Regions from separate parts of the Neogale vison genome. Here region 2 is linked to region 1. Evidence: chromatin contacts called from public Hi-C data. All regions are on one chromosome and are shown on one strand. The core of a region is the stretch at or near the end of the contact, and the rest is flanking DNA. Distances in the headings are between cores, read along the strand shown.

Evidence for each region. Hi-C and Micro-C count contacts between places; a contact is called where the count stands out from the background.
Region 2: a Hi-C map of fibroblasts shows a contact between it and region 1, with 11 times the contacts expected there. The contact joins two enhancer-like sites. A contact is called at or near these places in 2 of 3 Hi-C or Micro-C datasets (fibroblasts and muscle).

Annotation. Positions count from the first base shown.
Region 1 is chr2:185,013,083-185,016,176 of ASM_NN_V1, forward strand. No RefSeq gene overlaps it. Among named protein-coding and RNA genes, the nearest start is that of PCBD1, 31 kb to the left of the region's middle. Within about 2 kb of position 1,674, the one cell type or tissue checked has open chromatin away from gene starts, as enhancers often do. A contact at or near this core is called in fibroblasts, where this site is marked.
Region 2 is chr2:185,336,131-185,339,224 of ASM_NN_V1, forward strand. UNC5B (netrin receptor UNC5B) reads left to right here. Exons shown (of 17, transcript XM_044239709.1): 2 at 1,398-1,622. Among named protein-coding and RNA genes, the nearest start is that of SLC29A3, 30 kb to the right of the region's middle. Within about 2 kb of position 1,546, the one cell type or tissue checked has open chromatin away from gene starts, as enhancers often do. A contact at or near this core is called in fibroblasts, where this site is marked.

The DNA of each region.
Region 1 (3,094 bases), core at 424-2,923:
ACTGTTTTGTGGGGGTGGTTAGCCTCCCGTCTTCCCTGAGGCAATGCAGACTGCTGTTCTGATACTGGCCGCTAGGTGGCAGTCAGTCCCCAGCAGCCCCACCTGTAGCCAAGATAGGCCCGAAGGACTTTCCAGGGGAGGGTGCCGGGCTTGGCACTGCCACCCCTCAGCCTGCTGTTTCTTGTTTCTCGGTGGAATCTTCTCTCCTTACTCACTCACCAGCCAGAGGCTTCTGGGGCCTGGGGGGCAAGGGGGAGGTCATGGCTGAGAAATTCATCATGCACACCCCCCCCATGGGGGCCTCTCTAGGACACACTTTGTCAGGCATGGGGCCCAGGGGACATTCTGTGTAGGGTTGTCCTATGGAGCAACTAGACACAGTATTTGGGACAAAATCTTGCTGAAAATTATTCTTAATTCATCTAAAATCTAGATTTATCTGACAACCCCGATCCCATGGCATTGGCCATCATGGGTGACAGGGCCCGGGGCCACCCATGCATCTGCACCAATCATAGGGCACTGGCCCCGGCTGCCAGGGCTTTGAGCTTCAGAGAGGGAGTTGGCACCAGGGGACCAAACCCAGCTTCAGCTGTCAGTCCCCTCCCCTGCATGCTTTTCATCTGTGTGTCCATCTGTCTGTCCAGCCATTCGCTCCTCCGTCCACCTACCTGTCTCTCCACCCATCCATCCATCCGTGCGCGCACCCAGCCACCCAGCCAGCTGCCGTTTTCACTCCCTGTGGACCGACTGGTCTCGAAGGATGGACAGACCACTGGCCGCTGTCGTCACATTCTCCTGGGCTCTATTTCTGTCCTTCCAGGTCCAGCCCACTTGACTTCTCCCTGGAGCCTTGGCAGAGCCTGGTGGTGGAGTGGGAAAGAGTGCCCGGGCTCCTGCCTGCTTGGAAGGCCCTGCTTTCCATGGTGCCTTTGGGCTGGACACATACAGCCACTCGCCCCCTCCCTGAACCAGAAGTATATCCCCAAGAGGGCTGGCAATTGTACTTTTGCCAGGTAGTTGTGTGTGTGAGTGGGGCACAGAAGGGCAGGGAAGGGGGAGCAGTGGCTGGGGGAGGCTGGCACTGGGGGCAGGATCCTGAGAGAAAGGCCTTCCCAGTGGGACACCACCCATTACTCCTCACCTCTAGGAGTGGGGGGGGGGCGGTGTCGGGTGAGGGGACACGTGGTGGGACTTAGGACCCTGAAGGCCAGCTCGGGGATGCCTCTCAAAGACCAGCTGGGCCCATCTCTTCCTCCCTGGATGTTAGATTAGAAACTGAGTCCCAGAGAGGGCCAGCGAGTGACCTAAAGATACACAGTGACCCCACTCCCTGTCTGAGTGGATTATCCTGCCTCCTCCAGGCTCTGATCTACTTCAGCTCCTGGGCTGCGTGAGCTTCCTTCTATCCCTGGGGGTCTCCGCCCTGGGTCCCCATAACATGGCTCCTTCATCTGTCCCCTCCATCGGGAAGAAAATTCACGAGGCAGGTGAGTTAGTTTAAAGTAACCTGCGGTCTTTTTATCACCTTGATGGCTACAATGGATTTTGTTTCAGGGAGTATCCATAAGACTTTAATTAAATCAGGAACTCAGGCCCCGCCAGCTTCCCTGCTGCTTATCAGCTTCTTAAGGCCGTGATTCATTACCCAGGATTATTTTTTTTTCATCCCTGAAATAATCTTTAAAGGCCTTCTATCAGGGAGATTAAAGCCATAAGTCATACATGCCCACGTGGCCGCTTTGTTTGCTCTGCACATGGGTGGTGTCAAGTCACCCAGGGGCCTGGCCCCGGCCGGGAGGAGGGTGGCTGGGCCTGTGGGTGCTGGGGTAGCTGGGTGGCTCGGGAGGGATGGGCCGGAAGCTCGGCGCTGGGCTTCCCTTTCACTATTGACACCTGATGTCCTGAGGAGAAGGGCCGGGCCTGCTGCACTTTGAGCCTCTGCCCTTAGCAAAAATGTACAAACGTAACAGGATAGAGGCACCCAACAACTCTCTCAGCCTGCTACTGCTCCTTGCCTTTTCCTCTCAGTCTGCTATCTTTGCTTTCTGATCTTTCTCCTTCCTTCATTTAACAAACATTCATAGCCCCCTGCTCTGGGTCTCTCTGTGCGGGGAGCCGGGCCGTGCAAGACAGACGGGATGCCCATTAGGGGATACAGAGTGTAAGTAGTGAGCAACGATGCCACGTTTATCTCTCTCCCTGCTTCCGTGTCTCTTTATCTCTTTGTCCCCACTGCCACCCCACTCCCTGTCTTTCTCTGGCTCTGTCTCTCAAACAGAGAAGCAAGAGGCTGGACCGCTCCCCAGAGGTAATGGCCTTCGGGCTCATTTTGAAATTGTTCAGTGTGAATCTCCCCTGGGCCAGTTTCCTAGGGAGCAGGGTGGGGACCCCTCGGTCCAGGCCCCCAGACCCTTGAGGATTAGTGAAGTTCATGGCTCAGCCTTGAATGGGGACAAAGGCGACCAGGGACGTGGAGGGAGGAGGTCAGCCTGTCTGGAGGAGGCGGTGATGGAGACTCTGGTCGGGCTGCAGAGAGCGTGGGCCTGGAGCCCAGCCGGCCCTGCTCTGGTTTCAGAAGGACCTGGGGTGGACTGGAAGTCACAGGCCTCCAGGACCTTCCTCGTCTCTTTGTTGGGGTGAAATAGGAGGTACCAACGTTCAGCGCCTGATGCCTTCCCCCAACCTAGTCCTTGTCTACGGCCAAGTTCGGTAAGTTGCTAGTGAGCCAAGTGTCCGTGGCTTTGGAGATGTCAGTGTGTTCATGCCGTGTTGCTTTGAGTCCTAGGTGCTGGCTCCTGACCGCGGCTGCTCTGTGTCCTGGAGACAGGCAGCGGCGGTAGCCAGGACACTCTCCAGGTAAGTCTACACAGGGACTCCAAGTCCCAGTGCACCTGCTGGATGGTGAGGCCAAGAGCAGCAGCAGGCACCAGTAACTTGATTTGCATAAATTGATCAGCAAGGGGATGCATCTGGGGTTGTGGGTGGTCAGAGATGGGGCTAGGGGATCTGGGAGCTGGAAACCTGGGATGGGATTCAGCCCCTGCCCCCAGCACAGGGCCTGCAGCCTGCTCTGCAACCCAGCACATGACTT
Region 2 (3,094 bases), core at 296-2,795, 320 kb after region 1:
ACATGCTAGATGGAGCAGGTTTCACACTTTCTTGCTGACTTCCCCTTTGCTCCCGCGGGCCACACACACGCACTCCCCCTGGGACTGACTGTCTGGAGCCAGTGACAACCTGTGCATGTTCTCAGAGCGCCGGAACCCCCCCACCCTCACCCCAAGTCTTAGCAGGAGCTCCTGGGCCACAAAGAGATGGCTTGTTTTGTTCATTCTGCTCTTGGAGAGCAGAGAACAGAGTGTCCCCTTGGCCCCTTTGGACATAGGGGGCTCCCTAGGGCCATGCATGTCCCATCGTGACATGGGCTGGAGGCAAGTGCTTCCTGGGACCCCACCCCACTGGAGGGACTGGGGTGCTGGGACAGTGACAGGCCGTGGCTGGCAGTGAGGGGCTGGGCGGATGCACACCCCTGCGGTTTAATTCATTGTTCCCTCTGGAGCTTAGCACCCCCATCGCTCGCCCCAGCCATCTGATTGTTTGGCGCTTGGTGTCATAAAGTCAATTTTCCTAAAGTGGATAGTGAACCAATGGGCTGGCCTGGCCTAGTTTCCCTCCCTCCCAGCGCTGGTCGTGGTGGGACCCTCTCCCTTCCTGTTTGTCTTACCTCGTGAGGCACTGTTCTTTCCACAGAGGCCGGCGGGCCGGGGTTCGCATTTGGCCCCTTGTTGGGGAGGAGTTGTAGTGGGCACAGCCTATCTGTGTTCCCAGGCTGCGCAGTTTTCTTGTCTGCTCCTAGGGTGGAGGGTGTGCATTTGGCTGAGGTGGGAAGGGCTGAGGAGTGGGGCAGAGACCACCCCGAGGAGGGGAGGCTCTGTGTAAACGCTGCTGGGGATGTGGTCTCCCACTCCATGCTGCTGCCTGCCTTAGGCATTCAGAGGAGGAGGCCCCGTGGGGGGGCCAAGCACCAAGGAACCAGACCTGCTGCAGTCACCCCACCTGACCCCACCTCATGCCTCTGAGGGTCCTGGGTTGTCTCCCCACCTCCACCAGCCTGGCAGGCTGGGGCTGCCAAGGGCAGCAGTGGCTTTAGGGCGAAACTGGCTGCTTGTGATCCATGCCAGCCCTTCACGTCCTGTGGCATCACGATGGGAAACCGGAGGGAGGCTTAGTAGGTCCAGTTCAGGGGATACTGGGGAGGGCTCGAGGGGTGTCCTGGCCCGGACCATCCATTCAGCTCTCCGGGCCACCCTGACATCTCTGTCTGGAAAGAAGGAGAATCACCCAGGGTCAGAGAGCTAGGACTGGCTCCAAAGCACAACCTGGTAAGAGCTGGGGGATGGGGAAACTGAGGACCCAGGAGGGGCCAGACCTTGCCGGGGTCACAGAGGGCATCTCGGCTGGTCTCCAGCTGCTCACCGCACCCCCCCCCAGCCTCAGCCTCATGAAGCCCGCCCTCCCTCCACAGGCACGGATTCCGGCAGCGAGGTGCTCCCCGACTCCTTCCCGTCCGCACCGGCTGAGCCCCTGCCCCACTTCCTCCAGGAGCCCCAGGACGCCTACATTGTGAAGAATAAGCCTGTGGAGCTGCGCTGCCGCGCCTTCCCCGCCACACAGATCTACTTCAAGTGCAACGGCGAGTGGGTCAGCCAGAATGACCACGTCACACAGGAGGGCCTGGATGAGGCCACGGGTGAGCCTGCCCCACTCGTCCAGTCACCACCAGGGCCCTGGGGTGCCAGGGACACTGGGTCCTGGGCCTGGCTCTACCCTAGGCTCTGTGTGAGACTTCACATGGCCATGGCGCCCACCCCCCCCCGGGGCCTCAGTTTCCCCTCTGGGATTTATCCTGGATCTGTATCTCCCCCAGCGTTGGCCACATGTCCCTGTCTGGTTTTGCACTACCAAATGAAAGAGCACGGAGTCCTTTTCTCCCTGTCCCCATCTTACATAAGGGAGCAGTTGGGGGCGACGGGGCGAGCGTTCTTCACGCACACACTCTCACGCTTACACACTCCAGTACCTGCTGTGCACCCTGCATAACGAGGAGGAGCGGCCCCATCCGCAGCCCCGGCCCCCCAGCACGTACCCAGATTCCGGGACCGTCCTTGTTGTCAGAGGGCCTCTGGGTTCGTGGGAAGTGATTCTGTTCCCGTTCATAAGATGCTGTGTCTCCTCCTCCAGCTGTGTTGGCTTTGAAGACGAGGTTGGTTTTACTAAGTAGAACACCAGGGAGGTGGTGCTGGGACAGAGCCCAGATCCCAACAGGAAGATGTACGCGGGGTCCCGGGCACCCCCAGAGGTGCCCCCGAAGCCAGATGGGGGCTTCCGTGTCCCCAGGCCCCTCAGAGGGGGTCCTTTCCAGGACTCCAGGGGACCGCTGCTGCTGGTGCCCTACAGGTGGCCAGTACCAGGCAGCCCCAGCCAGGCCCAGGTTCTGGGGGGCCTCTCGCCCCACAGCCTGCCTCTGCTTTGGTTTCTTCCCCATGTTTCTCGGTCTGTCTCCCCCGACAACATGCTCTCTCTCACTCTCTCTCCCTACTCCCTCCTTCCAACTTCTATTTTTCTGGGAAAAGCTTGCCGATTTCAGAACCACCCAGGCTTAAAAATACACCCCAGAATGTACTTTAATGCCACTCAACTGTGTACATTAAAATGGTTAAGTTTTAGGTGATCTATATTTTACCAACATTTTGAGAGAATTTTAGAAAACAGATCTGGAGTCTCATGCTCCCCCCAAATCTAAAAAAATAAAATAAAATAAGGAATTTTTATTTTTTTTAAAGATTTTATTTATTTATTTGTCAGAGAAAGAGAAAGAAAGAGAGCACAAGCAGGCAGAGTGGCCGGCAGAGGCGGAGAGAGAAGCAGGCTCCCTGCTAAGCAGGGAGCCTGGTGCGGGACTTGATCCCAGGACCCTGGGATCATGACCTGAGCTGAAGGCAGTGGCTTAACTGACTGAGCCACCCAGGATTCCCAAAAAAGGAATATTTAAAAGAGAGAAAAAAGAAATGTACCCCAGCCACCCCTGTGGCTGCGTGACTCTGGGAAGTTCCTCACACTCTATGAACCCCACTTCCTATCCTTGTAAACTGGGACATTAATGAAGGTCCCCATGGGGGTGGAACACGGTGGGGCCTGCTCAGTGTTGAGCGTAGTGCCAGG